2 separate regions of the Triticum aestivum genome follow, and region 2 is linked to region 1. A link is a contact called in public Hi-C data. All regions are on one chromosome and are shown on one strand. The core of a region is the stretch at or near the end of the contact, and the rest is flanking DNA. Distances in the headings are between cores, read along the strand shown. Region 1 holds the start of LOC123120076 (60S ribosomal protein L3). Region 2 has its middle 15 kb from the start of LOC123120078.

Evidence for each region. Hi-C and Micro-C count contacts between places; a contact is called where the count stands out from the background.
Region 2: a contact with region 1 is called in a Hi-C map of leaf, with 4 times the contacts expected there. The contact joins the enhancer-like site here to the promoter of LOC123120076 in region 1. A contact is called at or near these places in 2 of 5 Hi-C or Micro-C datasets (both in leaf).

Annotation. Positions count from the first base shown.
Region 1 is chr5D:205,696,777-205,702,407 of IWGSC CS RefSeq v2.1, forward strand. LOC123120076 (60S ribosomal protein L3) reads left to right here and starts at 1,960. Exons shown (of 6, transcript XM_044540080.1): 1 at 1,960-2,101; 2 at 2,311-2,416; 3 at 2,837-2,947; 4 at 3,246-3,550; 5 at 3,645-4,054; 6 at 4,148-4,586. The coding sequence starts at 2,332. The coding sequence ends at 4,406.
Region 2 is chr5D:205,913,875-205,919,433 of IWGSC CS RefSeq v2.1, forward strand. No RefSeq gene overlaps it. Among protein-coding and RNA genes, the nearest start is that of LOC123120078, 15 kb to the right of the region's middle. Within about 2 kb of position 2,012, at least 8 of the 8 cell types and tissues checked have an H3K27ac peak or open chromatin away from gene starts, as enhancers often do. A contact at or near this core is called in leaf, where this site is marked.

The DNA of each region.
Region 1 (5,631 bases), core at 710-3,209:
CACGGCCGTGCCTCTCGCGCGAGCAAAACCATGCTTCACGCGGAAGGAAAAAAAAGAAAACGCATTTTTTTCGTTTCCGAGAGGCACGGCCGTGCCTCTCGCGACAGCATAACCGTGCATCTTACTCGAGCAAAGCCGTGCCTTTGCGAAAGGAAAAAAACAGAAAACGTGTTTTTTCCCGTTTTCCAGAGGCATGGCCGTGCCTCTCGCGGAAACAAAACCGTGCCTCTTGCGGAAGAAAAAAAACAAAAAATGCAACTTTTTCCTTTCCTGAGAGGCACGACCGTGCCTCTTGTGAGAGCACAACTGTGCCTCTCGCAGAAGCAAAACCGTGCCTCTCGTGGAAGGAAAAAAAATAGAAAATACGTTTTTTTCGTTTCCAAGAGGCACGGCCGTGCCTCTCACGAAAGCAAAACCATGCCTCTCGCGGAAGCAAAACCGTGCCTCTCGCGGAAACAAAATAAAAAAAGTAAACACGTTTTTTTCCCGCGTTTTTTTTGTCTAAAAGCTAAAGAAGACATTTTTTCATTTTTGCGAACCGTTTCCAAGTAGTGAACTTAAAAAAAACCATGAACTTTTCTCAATGCTGTGGCACTTTTTTTTCCAAATTTCCTAAACCTTTTTCAAAATGTTGAACTTCTTTACTTTTGTGAACCTTTTCCTTTTAAAAAAATGTCAATAGTCAACTCTTTGTGGTCAACGGTCAACGATCAACGATCGATGATCGCCTGGTCAACGGTGGCAGGTCTACCAGTTAACCGATTTAAAACTAAACGTAGTTGGGCCGGCCGATATGGTCCTGCGTGTGAGTGACAGTTATCTTATCTGGTGCCAATTAGAAGCTCTCGCGAAGGAAGGGGTTGTGGCTGGAGCGCCAGTTATCATATCTCGCGCCAATTAGGAGCTCTTGTGAAGAAGGAGTTGTGGCTAGGAATTAAGCTAATGGCAAACAAACCAATTTTTTTGGGCGTGTGTTTAATTTCTAACCCTAGTGTGGCGGCCGCCGCCATTGGCGCCTGCACGGTTGCAGGCCTGCAACACTGCATGGATGCATCCATTACATTCCTTGGCTTATAAAATTTCCAAGAGCTTAGACTTCATGCACAACTCCTTTGAAATACAATAAATAAAATCCAATAGAAATCATTCCTAACTATTAGATTCCTATAAATTAAATAACACCAAGAGCAAACATTCTACGGTTCACAATTTTATAAAAATTAAAAGAGCCCTAAACTTTCACACAGTAGACAAAACAAGCCCATGCAGACCGTGAAGGAGTAAAACTTCTATTTGTCGCCTTGGTTATAGTGTTTTTTGTAAACCGACGCATACCCATGTAGGTATTTTTTCATTGGTTTTTTTGGGAAGCTTTTTATGATTGTTTTGATGCGCGCGGAAAATGCGTGCGGAAAATAAAAAATTATTCAAAGCAACTATTCTATGGATCACAGTCTTATAAAAATTAAAGGAGCCCTAAACTTTCACGCATTAGAAAAACAAGCCCATGCAAACTGTGAAGGAGTACAACTCCTATTTGTCGCCTTACACGTCGGTTATAGTGCTTTTTGTAAACCGGCGCACACCCATGTAAGTATTTTTTCACTAGGCTTTTGGGGAAGCTTTTCATGATTATTCTGATGCGTGGGAAAATGCACGGTACAACTCCTATGTGAAAAACAAAAAAGTAAAAAAGCCTGTAAAAAACCGATTAAAAAGCCAAAAGTGCGTGCGGAAAATAAAAAAATCTGAAGAGAGTGCCCAGAGCACGACACGTGGTGGCGGCTAAGGGCGTGCCAAATGAGAAGATCTCAACCGACCCACAAGTGATAGTTGCAAGGCTCCCGAAAGAGCGCTTGTCAACTAGTTGCCCCAACAAACCCAAATCGATACGTGCTGGGAAAAGTTAAAGAAAAAAAAGAGAGTGCCCATTGGGTTCCAGCCCAGCCCGCGCACCTAGCCCACCAAGCCCGGCATTCCTGTCGGACCCAAGCCAAACCCTCGCATTCCGCAGTGATATATAAATAGCAGCACTAGGGTTACCCGCTTCGCCTTCTGCACACAGTTTGCGCCGCCGCTGCCGCCGTCCGCTCTACCCCAGGTGAGCACGCGCTACAATCCCTCCTGCCTCTTCGCCGATCTGCCGCTGCCGAAGCCATCACTTTCGCGTAGTTCCTTCGCGGAGGTCATATTCTCCCGCTGTTCTAGCGTTCAGCGTTGAGCGACCGGGACTCCGGCGCGTTTGGTATTTGCAGTTTGCGGCTCTAATGGTTGCAGATCTAATGGTCTCGGCTGTTTCTGGCATCGCAGGCAAGGAAGGGAGGAGCGGCGATGTCGCACCGCAAGTTCGAGCACCCGAGGCACGGTTCCCTCGGCTTCCTCCCCAGGAAGCGCTGCTCTCGCCACCGCGGAAAGGGTATGCACACCGAGTAACACTTGCATTAGAGCACCGATTCCATGGCGGGCCGTTTCTTTCCATGCTGATGTTATTGAGTGTTGTTTTCACACATAGCCTATAGTCTATCTCATTGTGCTTGTAAGGTTGTTTGATTCGGATGTACTAGTATGTTTTGTTGATACACTATATTGAATCCTGTAAATAGTAGCAAATGGTGCTTCACACCTTTCTAGAATTTCATTGCGAACTTCAGTAGTGTCAAATAGTTTTCGTTCCCTGAAATCTGTCTTAAAAATCCCTTGCACATCTATTCTTTCTTCAAATAAGGCAATTCTATTAAAAATTGCTGTTACCCTGTAACTATTTGTTTCCTTGGTTTTACAGTTCAGTGAATACTTATCTGGAGTTTGTCTTAGTAGTCTGTTTTTTCTTATGCAGTGAAGTCCTTCCCCAAGGATGACCAACAGAAGCCTTGCCACCTCACTGCCTTTCTGGGCTACAAGGCTGGAATGACCCACATTGTTCGTGAGGTCGAGAAGCCCGGATCCAGTATGTCTAACCCTTCCATTATTCTAATCACGTTTGTTTCATTACTGAAAATAATGAACAGGAACAATTCTTGTTTAGTAAATAATACAGTAACATGACCTTCAAGTAGCAATAGGCACGTAGATGCATGCATAGCTTGTTATTTAGTTTATCATGCTGGCCGGATACACTGTCCCTTCATGTTATATTTGCCAACCAAAGTTATCTTCTTTTAATAGGGCCCTGCATGTTATATTTGCTTGATTGTTTGCTCTTGTTGATTCTTAAGATCGCAAATGGTTGTTGTTACATCTTGCAGAGCTCCACAAGAAGGAAACCTGTGAGGCTGTTACCATCATTGAGACCCCTCCTCTGGTCATTGTTGGTCTTGTGGCCTATGTGAAGACCCCACGTGGCCTTCGCACTCTCAACTCTGTCTGGGCTCAGCACCTTAGCGAAGATGTGAGGAGAAGGTTCTATAAGAACTGGTGCAAGAGCAAGAAGAAGGCGTTCACAAAGTATGCCCTCAAGTATGACAGTGATGCAGGCAAGAAGGAAATCCAGTTGCAGCTTGAGAAAATGAAGAAGTACGCCACTATAGTCCGTGTTATTGCCCATACTCAGGTGTGAATGGCCATTTCCCTGTTCATCTTGGTCAAGTATTCTGTTTATTGTAAAATGTTTCACTCACCATTACTATGCCATTTCTGAATATCAGATTAGGAAGATGAAGGGCTTGAAACAGAAGAAGGCTCACCTCATGGAGATCCAGGTTAATGGTGGCACCATCGCAGACAAGGTTGACTATGGCTACAAGTTCTTTGAGAAGGAAGTCCCAGTTGAAGCGGTCTTCCAGAAAGATGAAATGGTTGACATCATTGGTGTCACCAAGGGTAAGGGGTACGAAGGTGTCGTCACTCGCTGGGGTGTGACCCGCCTTCCCCGCAAGACCCACAGGGGTCTCCGAAAGGTTGCCTGTATCGGTGCCTGGCATCCTGCTAGGGTTTCCTACACTGTTGCTCGTGCTGGTCAGAATGGTTACCACCACCGCACAGAGATGAACAAAAAGATTTACAAGATGGGCAAGTCTGGACAGGAGTCTCACGAGGCCTGCACTGAGTTTGACAGGTATCTTTGAGTGAATCTGATTAGGTGCATGCTCTCATCTGTTGTGCTCTTGAACATTTTCCATGAAACTGACGGCAATGGTGGTGCTTGCAGGACTGAGAAGGACATCACCCCGATGGGTGGCTTCCCTCACTATGGTGTGGTGAAGGGTGACTACCTCATGATCAAGGGCTGCTGTGTGGGCCCCAAGAAGAGAGTGGTGACCCTCCGCCAGTCCCTGTTGAAGCAGACCTCGCGGTTGGCCCTTGAGGAGATCAAGCTCAAGTTCATCGACACCTCATCCAAGTTCGGGCATGGCCGGTTCCAGACCACTGACGAGAAGCAGAAGTTCTACGGCAGGCTCAAGGCTTAGGCTGCGACAGATCTTATCCCATAGTGTTACCAGCTTTTTTTCTTGCTTTGTGGCAGATTGTTTGGGAACCGGTTTATGCATTGCAATTGCAACTCTGAGCTGCTGCGAATGTTTGAACTGATGAGGTTTATGCATTTTGAACTTAATAGTAATGCTATTTGCATGCCTTCAAATTTGGAAGCAAATGTTTCAGCTGTGCCCATGCTGTAGCCTCCACGTGGACAATCGTGTTGCGTGTTTGTAGTCACGATCTGGTATCAAACCTCAACCTGGCAGGATTAGTCGTGGGTAGGGTATGGGTTTAAGTGTATACCCGTGGGTAAGGTGGGTTACCCGATGGGTACTCGATTAATATAAATAATTAAATAAACTACTTATGCCCTATTGTATTTTATTCATTAATCTAAACACATTGATATATGACATATCACGTCATCATCGGCAGCCCTACAGCAGTAATGAACACGGCCATCACCAGGCCTATTCTCACTTCTGGTATGTTACCCACACGTTAGATATGGCCCATTTTTAACTTCAACAACTGGCCCATGCAAAATAGCTAGCAGCAGGCTGCACTGCAGAGCGTTGCACATGTCCACTAGGCCCATAAAAGATGAATCGTGTGTAGCGTAACACATGACATGCCCAGCGAACAGAAGAGAGGTTGGACCGTTTAGTACCACCTCGCCTGTGGGAGCGCATAGGAGGGGAGCTCCGTCTATAAATTGGAGACCGCTGGCTCATGCCGCTTGGAGTGGGCGCTGTATGTAAAATGCAACGTCTATGTCTCCTAAATAAAATAAAATATTTAAATTCCGTCAGACCCGATGGGTGCCCGATAGGATCGGGTCACCCGATGGGTTCGGGCGTGGGTCGAAGTCCAGACCCATGGGCAGGGTCGTGGGTCTAGGACAAACCCGATTTAGTAATAGGGTATGGGTCTGGTAGAGTTTGACCCGGGCAAACCCGACCCGACTGACAGGTTGAATCAAACCTATTCATGATCAGGGTCATGGCGCATAGAATGAGGGAAAATTTCGTTCAGAAAAAATTGTGCTTGTTCGAGGTCTTAACACAGGGCGTCTAAGAGCAATCTTCAAATTTCAGCCTCATTTTCATGCGTTCATTAATTTGTTCATCGATGGAAGCGGAAGGGAAGGAATTGTTCTTTTTCAAAGGAAGCGGAAGGGAAGGAATTGTTGTTCATTGAAGGAAGCGGAGGGAA
Region 2 (5,559 bases), core at 762-3,261, 220 kb after region 1:
TCACTCTTCGATGATTTGTTATGCCGTTAGTTTGAGCTTATCATGAACTAAAAATTATATAAACGGATATTTAAAGGATATGGTAGGATGATCAACTCCATATCGCCTGTCCGCGAACGAGTCCGAGCCAGTCCGGGACAGATACAGTCCGTTTTGGGGCCGACTAGAAACTGAGTGTAGTACATGAGGGGCATTGTGAATTTCTAAAAACGAGAAACACATGACACGTGTTGCAGCGAAAACAAAAGGAATATGACTGATGGAATGCATCGCTCTCTGTCTCAACCTCTACCATAAACATCACTTTTCCAACAATAGCACCAGCACTCATCCTAATAGCGGCTACGTGTCATAAGGAGATGGCATTGCATCACTACTAGAAAGGGATGCACCGTTCACATTGTGTGTTTTGACCAAACTTCGCTCTCGCTTTTGATCACATCAAATGTAAGCCATCGAGACCTTCAACCTTTTATATATAAATAAATGGTTTATCTTACATCCACGTGTCGTGCCACAATCACGCACGTGCAACAGAAACGGGCCTCCATTTCACGGTAGTACTAGTAGCTTGCAACATGTCCTCAATATTCTGAGGTATACAAGTTTGAAACAAGATGATGATAAAGAAATCATCAGGGAAGCAAAGATGTCTCAACTCAACCCGGCAATCCGACCCATGGGTTCGTGTGCCCATGGGCACCCGACCCGAATGGATAGGGTATGGGTTATCGACTTCACTCATGGGTCTTACCCATGGGTAATCCGATTAGTCGTGGGTAGTGTATGGGTTTAAGTGTATACCCGTGGGTTACCCGATGGGTCACCCGATTAATATAAATAATTAAATAAACTATTAATGCCCTATTGTAGTTTATTCATTAATCTAAATACACTGATATATGACATATCACGTCATCATCGGCAGCTCTACAGCAGTAATGAACACGGCCATCACCTGGCCTATTCTCACTTCTGGTATGTTACCCACACGTTAGGTATGGCCCATTTTTAACTTCAACAAGTGGCCCATGCAAAATAGCTAGCAGCAGGCTGCACTGCAGAGCGTTGCACATGTCCACTAGGCCCATAAAAGATGAATCATGTGTAGCGTAACACATGACATGCCCAGCGAACAGAAGAGAGGTTGGACCGTTTAGTACCACCTTGCCTGTGGGAGCGCATAGGAGGGGAGCTCCGTCTATAAATTGGAGACCGCTGGCTCATGCCGCTTGGAGTGAGCGCTGTATGTAAAATGCAACGTCTATGTCTCCTAAATAAAATAAAATATTTAAATTCCGTCAGACCCGATGGGTGCCCGATAGGATCGGGTCACCCGATGGGTTCGGGCGTGGGTCAAAGTCCAGACCCATGGGCAGGGTCGTGGGTCTAGGACAAACCCGATTTAGTAATAGGGTATGGGTCTGGTAGAGTTTGACCCGGGCAAACCTGACCTGACTGCCAGGTTATTCTCAACTCAACTAGACATCCCTTCACAAAGTATTGATAAAAAAATCAAGACGAGAACGATTCACTCCTTTTGGTCGGCTTCTGCTTGCGATTTCAGCTGGGTTGGTTAGATGAAATAACAATAGTGTCAGCAGGAGCTAATTAATTTGCCCCTCTTTGCGTCGGGGTTGAGGTCAGAACACTGCGCCGTACGACAAGGACATCCGGTCAAACAAGCTTTGACGGCTATGCTTCTACGGATGGGTTTGCATTTAGACACGCGACATCATTCCTGAACGGGGTGTGAAGCCAAGGAATACACCATTCTTTCTTTTTCTCCACTCCTTCCATCTTAGGAGCCAGCAAAGGGGAGCAACAATTTGGTGTCCGAGCTCAGCTACTCCCGAAATCCTTGGCGTTGGTTGTTGTCTCGGGATCCAAACAAATCCAGCTGGGTGGGAGAACTGCGGCACCGAATAACGAGGAAACCAGCAGTATACCGTACGGAACAGTGCTCCCCAGTGGGCCATTTTCGTAAGAAGCGACGTCAAGGCGCGCGGCTATCTTTCTGGTCCGTGGATCAGAAGGACGCGTTTTGGGCTGAGCCGTGGACCGGGATGTTAGTTTATAGTATACATAACTTACGTAGTAACTTAACTTGTCGTACTAACAAACCGAGCAATTCGTGCGTGACGTGCAGTGGGCCTCGGTAGGAAATTAGCGAAATCTTCTCGGTGAGTCAATTCAACCCCAACCCTCTCCCACGAACACCCCGATCTAGGAAGAGGTTCGCGAAACTTACTCTCACCTGGAGCCACTCCCTCAAACTATCATCGATGGAAGATGCGAGTCTTGTTCCTGCTGGATGCCATGGACCGGTCTTGATTTGTGTAGTCTCGATCCTTGGTCTTGATTTGTAGCTCCGCCCCCGTCGGCAGCTCATGCCTTGCCGTTCAACAATGACCGTGCTATGACTTGCAGATTCCCTCCGCGGTTGGACAACCTTGAGGATCTAGATTCAATCCCCCTTGCGGTATTGACGCGGCGTGATTCCTGCGAGGATGTGGTGGCGAACTCAAACGCTGACTCAGCGTGCGGTCTGGGAGATGGCGGCGGGAGTCTGGTGAGGCCGGATGGTGAGATTCGCCGGCGACTGAAGGCTCGGTCTGCTAAATCACCGATGGAACCCGGACGGCTCAGGCTACAACATAAAATCCGGCAGACTATGCGCCCACGTCCTAATCCGCCCGTAAGTTAACGCCTCTGGTCGCAATAAATGCGGAACAACCCATCCATTGTTTACAGAAGATATATTGTGAATACGTTCAAGAATACACAAAATGGCACAGATCTACACGTGAGTCAACAGGAGAGATTACAGGAGCAGCTGAACCCGAGCTCAGAAACGAATATTCGCCAGCAAAGATGATATTTGCATTGTTAGTGTCGTGCTGGTTTGGACAAAAAACCAAATGTGTGCAAATTGAATGCCATTAAAAAGACAGGTTTCCGTTTCCGGGCCAAGACGACTAGATCATTCCTAGTAGCATATTTAATGAATGCAGATGCAGAGCCAGCCTTTGTAGGAGTAGTTCACATCAAGAAAATCTCCATCACCTTCGCTTCACTACTTTTAGGTCTCATTTGGTTTGAACGAAATCAAAACGTAGGAATTAGAAGTAGTATAGGAATTTGATAGGATGGCACTTGCCATCCTAAGGAATTGACTTGCCTCGTTTCTACGTATAAAATGAGCTTTGAGTGGATGTGTAGTTTCCTCAAAAAACACAGGAAATGAGTAGTATTCCTACGAAATTTCTGTACGCATTTCCTACAAACCGAATGCATATATAGGAAATTTCCCTCCGGAATCCTTGTTCCTATGTTTTTCCTACGAAAATCCTCCAAACTGAATGAGGCCGACATGTCTATCTAAACGGGGGAAGACTTGTATAGCATCTGTCCTTTGGTGAGATCAAATTTTTTGAAGATGTAAAACATGTTCAAAAATTCTGAAAATTTTTGGAGACACACATTTATGTGTGATGTACAAGCTCAAAAAATTTCAGCTCCTAATTCGAAATACACTTAAGAGGACCAAACAAGACAAAATCAGATGTGTATTGTGTCAAATATTATTCACCCCAAAGCTGACACTATTCATAGTCGGGTTTGTCTTTTCGAATGTCTAACCACAGATTGAGTTTTGAGCTAAAAATTTTTGAGTTGTACACATACCCCGCAGGTCTGTTGTGTTTTTTTTCCAGATTTTTTCAGATTGTCTAAATATGAAATGTTTGGGTCGATCCTACGATCACACCTAAAGGGCAGATCCTATACTAGTCTCCCCCATCTAAACGCGGAATATCTAAACGCGGAATGCTTAGATAAATTTGACCCAAAGACAAAGTTAACTATCTAGAAACCATCTCTAGTAAGGGCATCTCCAATGATAACGTGCAAAAAATCCTCCTGCATTCGTCCGCGGTTAGTGTTCACATGATTTAAATGACGCTTAAAACGATAGACCCAAGAATCAAAATCTACATTCTTCTCAATCTTAGGGGCCGGGCCGGCATGATTCAAATGAGTGGAAGGAAGCGGTCCACCATAGACGGGTGGAGGTTCCACATGGGCAAAGATGCCGGTCCCATTTTTATCACTAGACAAGGAGCCTTCTCGCTCGAAGCTTCCCCTTGTCGGAGGTAGCATCCGTCACCTTATTAGCGGGATCACCCACTTTCAACGGTGCGGTTGTAAGTTTAAGCCCTTCTAAGAATTTATTCAACATGCTTTCGACCTTGGTCGTCATGGAGGTTTTCAATGTGTCCAACGCCACATTGAATTCCTCACGAGAGACCGCGGTTCCCCCATCTCCCGTAGACGAGACAGGATTCTCACCGGAGTGCTCCTCCGCACCGTCTACGACGTCAACCATACTCTTTGGACGGTAAAGTCCTTAATAAAGAGACGAGGCTCTGATACCAATTGAAAGGATCGATATAGTTGACTAGAGGGGGGTGAATAGGCAACTAACAATTTTTAGCTTTTCTTTACCAAATTAAACTTTGCATCAAAATAGGTTGTCTAGATATGCAACTAAGTGAGCAACCTATATGATGCAACGACAACAAGCACGCAAGCAAGTAAGAGATATAACACAAGTAAACTAGCGAAAGTAAAGGAACAAGATAACCAAGAGTGGAGCCGGTGGAGACGAGGATGTGTTACCGAAGTTCCTTCCTTTTGAGGGGAAGTACGTCTCCGTTGGAGCGGTGTGGAGGCACAATGCTCCCCAAGAAGCCACAGGGGCCACCGTATTCTCCTCACGCCCTCACATAATGCGAGATGCCGTGATTCCACTATTGGTGCCCTTGAAGGCGGCGACCGAACCTTTACAAACAAGGTTGGGGCAATCTCCACAACTTAATTGGAGGCTCCCAACGACACCACAAAGCTTCACCACAATGGACTATGGCTTCGCGGTGACCTTAACCGTCTAGGGTGCTCAAACACCCAAGAGTAACAAGATCCGCTAGGGATAAGTGGGGGGAATCAAATTTCTCTTGGTGGAAGTGTAGATCGTGGCCTTCTCAACCAATCCTGAGCAAATCAACAAGTTTGATTGGCTAGGGAGAGAGATCGGGCGAAAATGGAGCTTGGAGCAACAATGGAGCTTTTGGGGGAAGAGGTAAGTCAACTTTGGGGAAGAAGACCCCTTTATAAGGTGGGGGGAACAAACCAACCGTTACCCCCCCCCCTCTGCCCCGAAGAGAGCGGTAGTACCGCTGTGCCAGCGGTACTACCGCTTGCAACAATAAGCGGTACTACCGCCCAAAAGCGCGGTACTACCGCTTGGTCCACAGCGGTACTACCGCGGAGGGAGGGCGATACTACCGCACAGGAGCGGTACTACGGCCCCCCACAGCCGCGGCCAGTACCGTAAAACCCGACACGAAAAAGGAGCCCTCGAATCGAGGCGGTACTAGCACGAGACCAGAGCGGTACTACGGCTTGGGGCCACCAGCGGTACTACTGCTCTGGAGCGGTACTACCGCGCCCAGAGCGGTACTACCGCTTGTGGCACCCAAGCGGTACTACCGCTCCGTC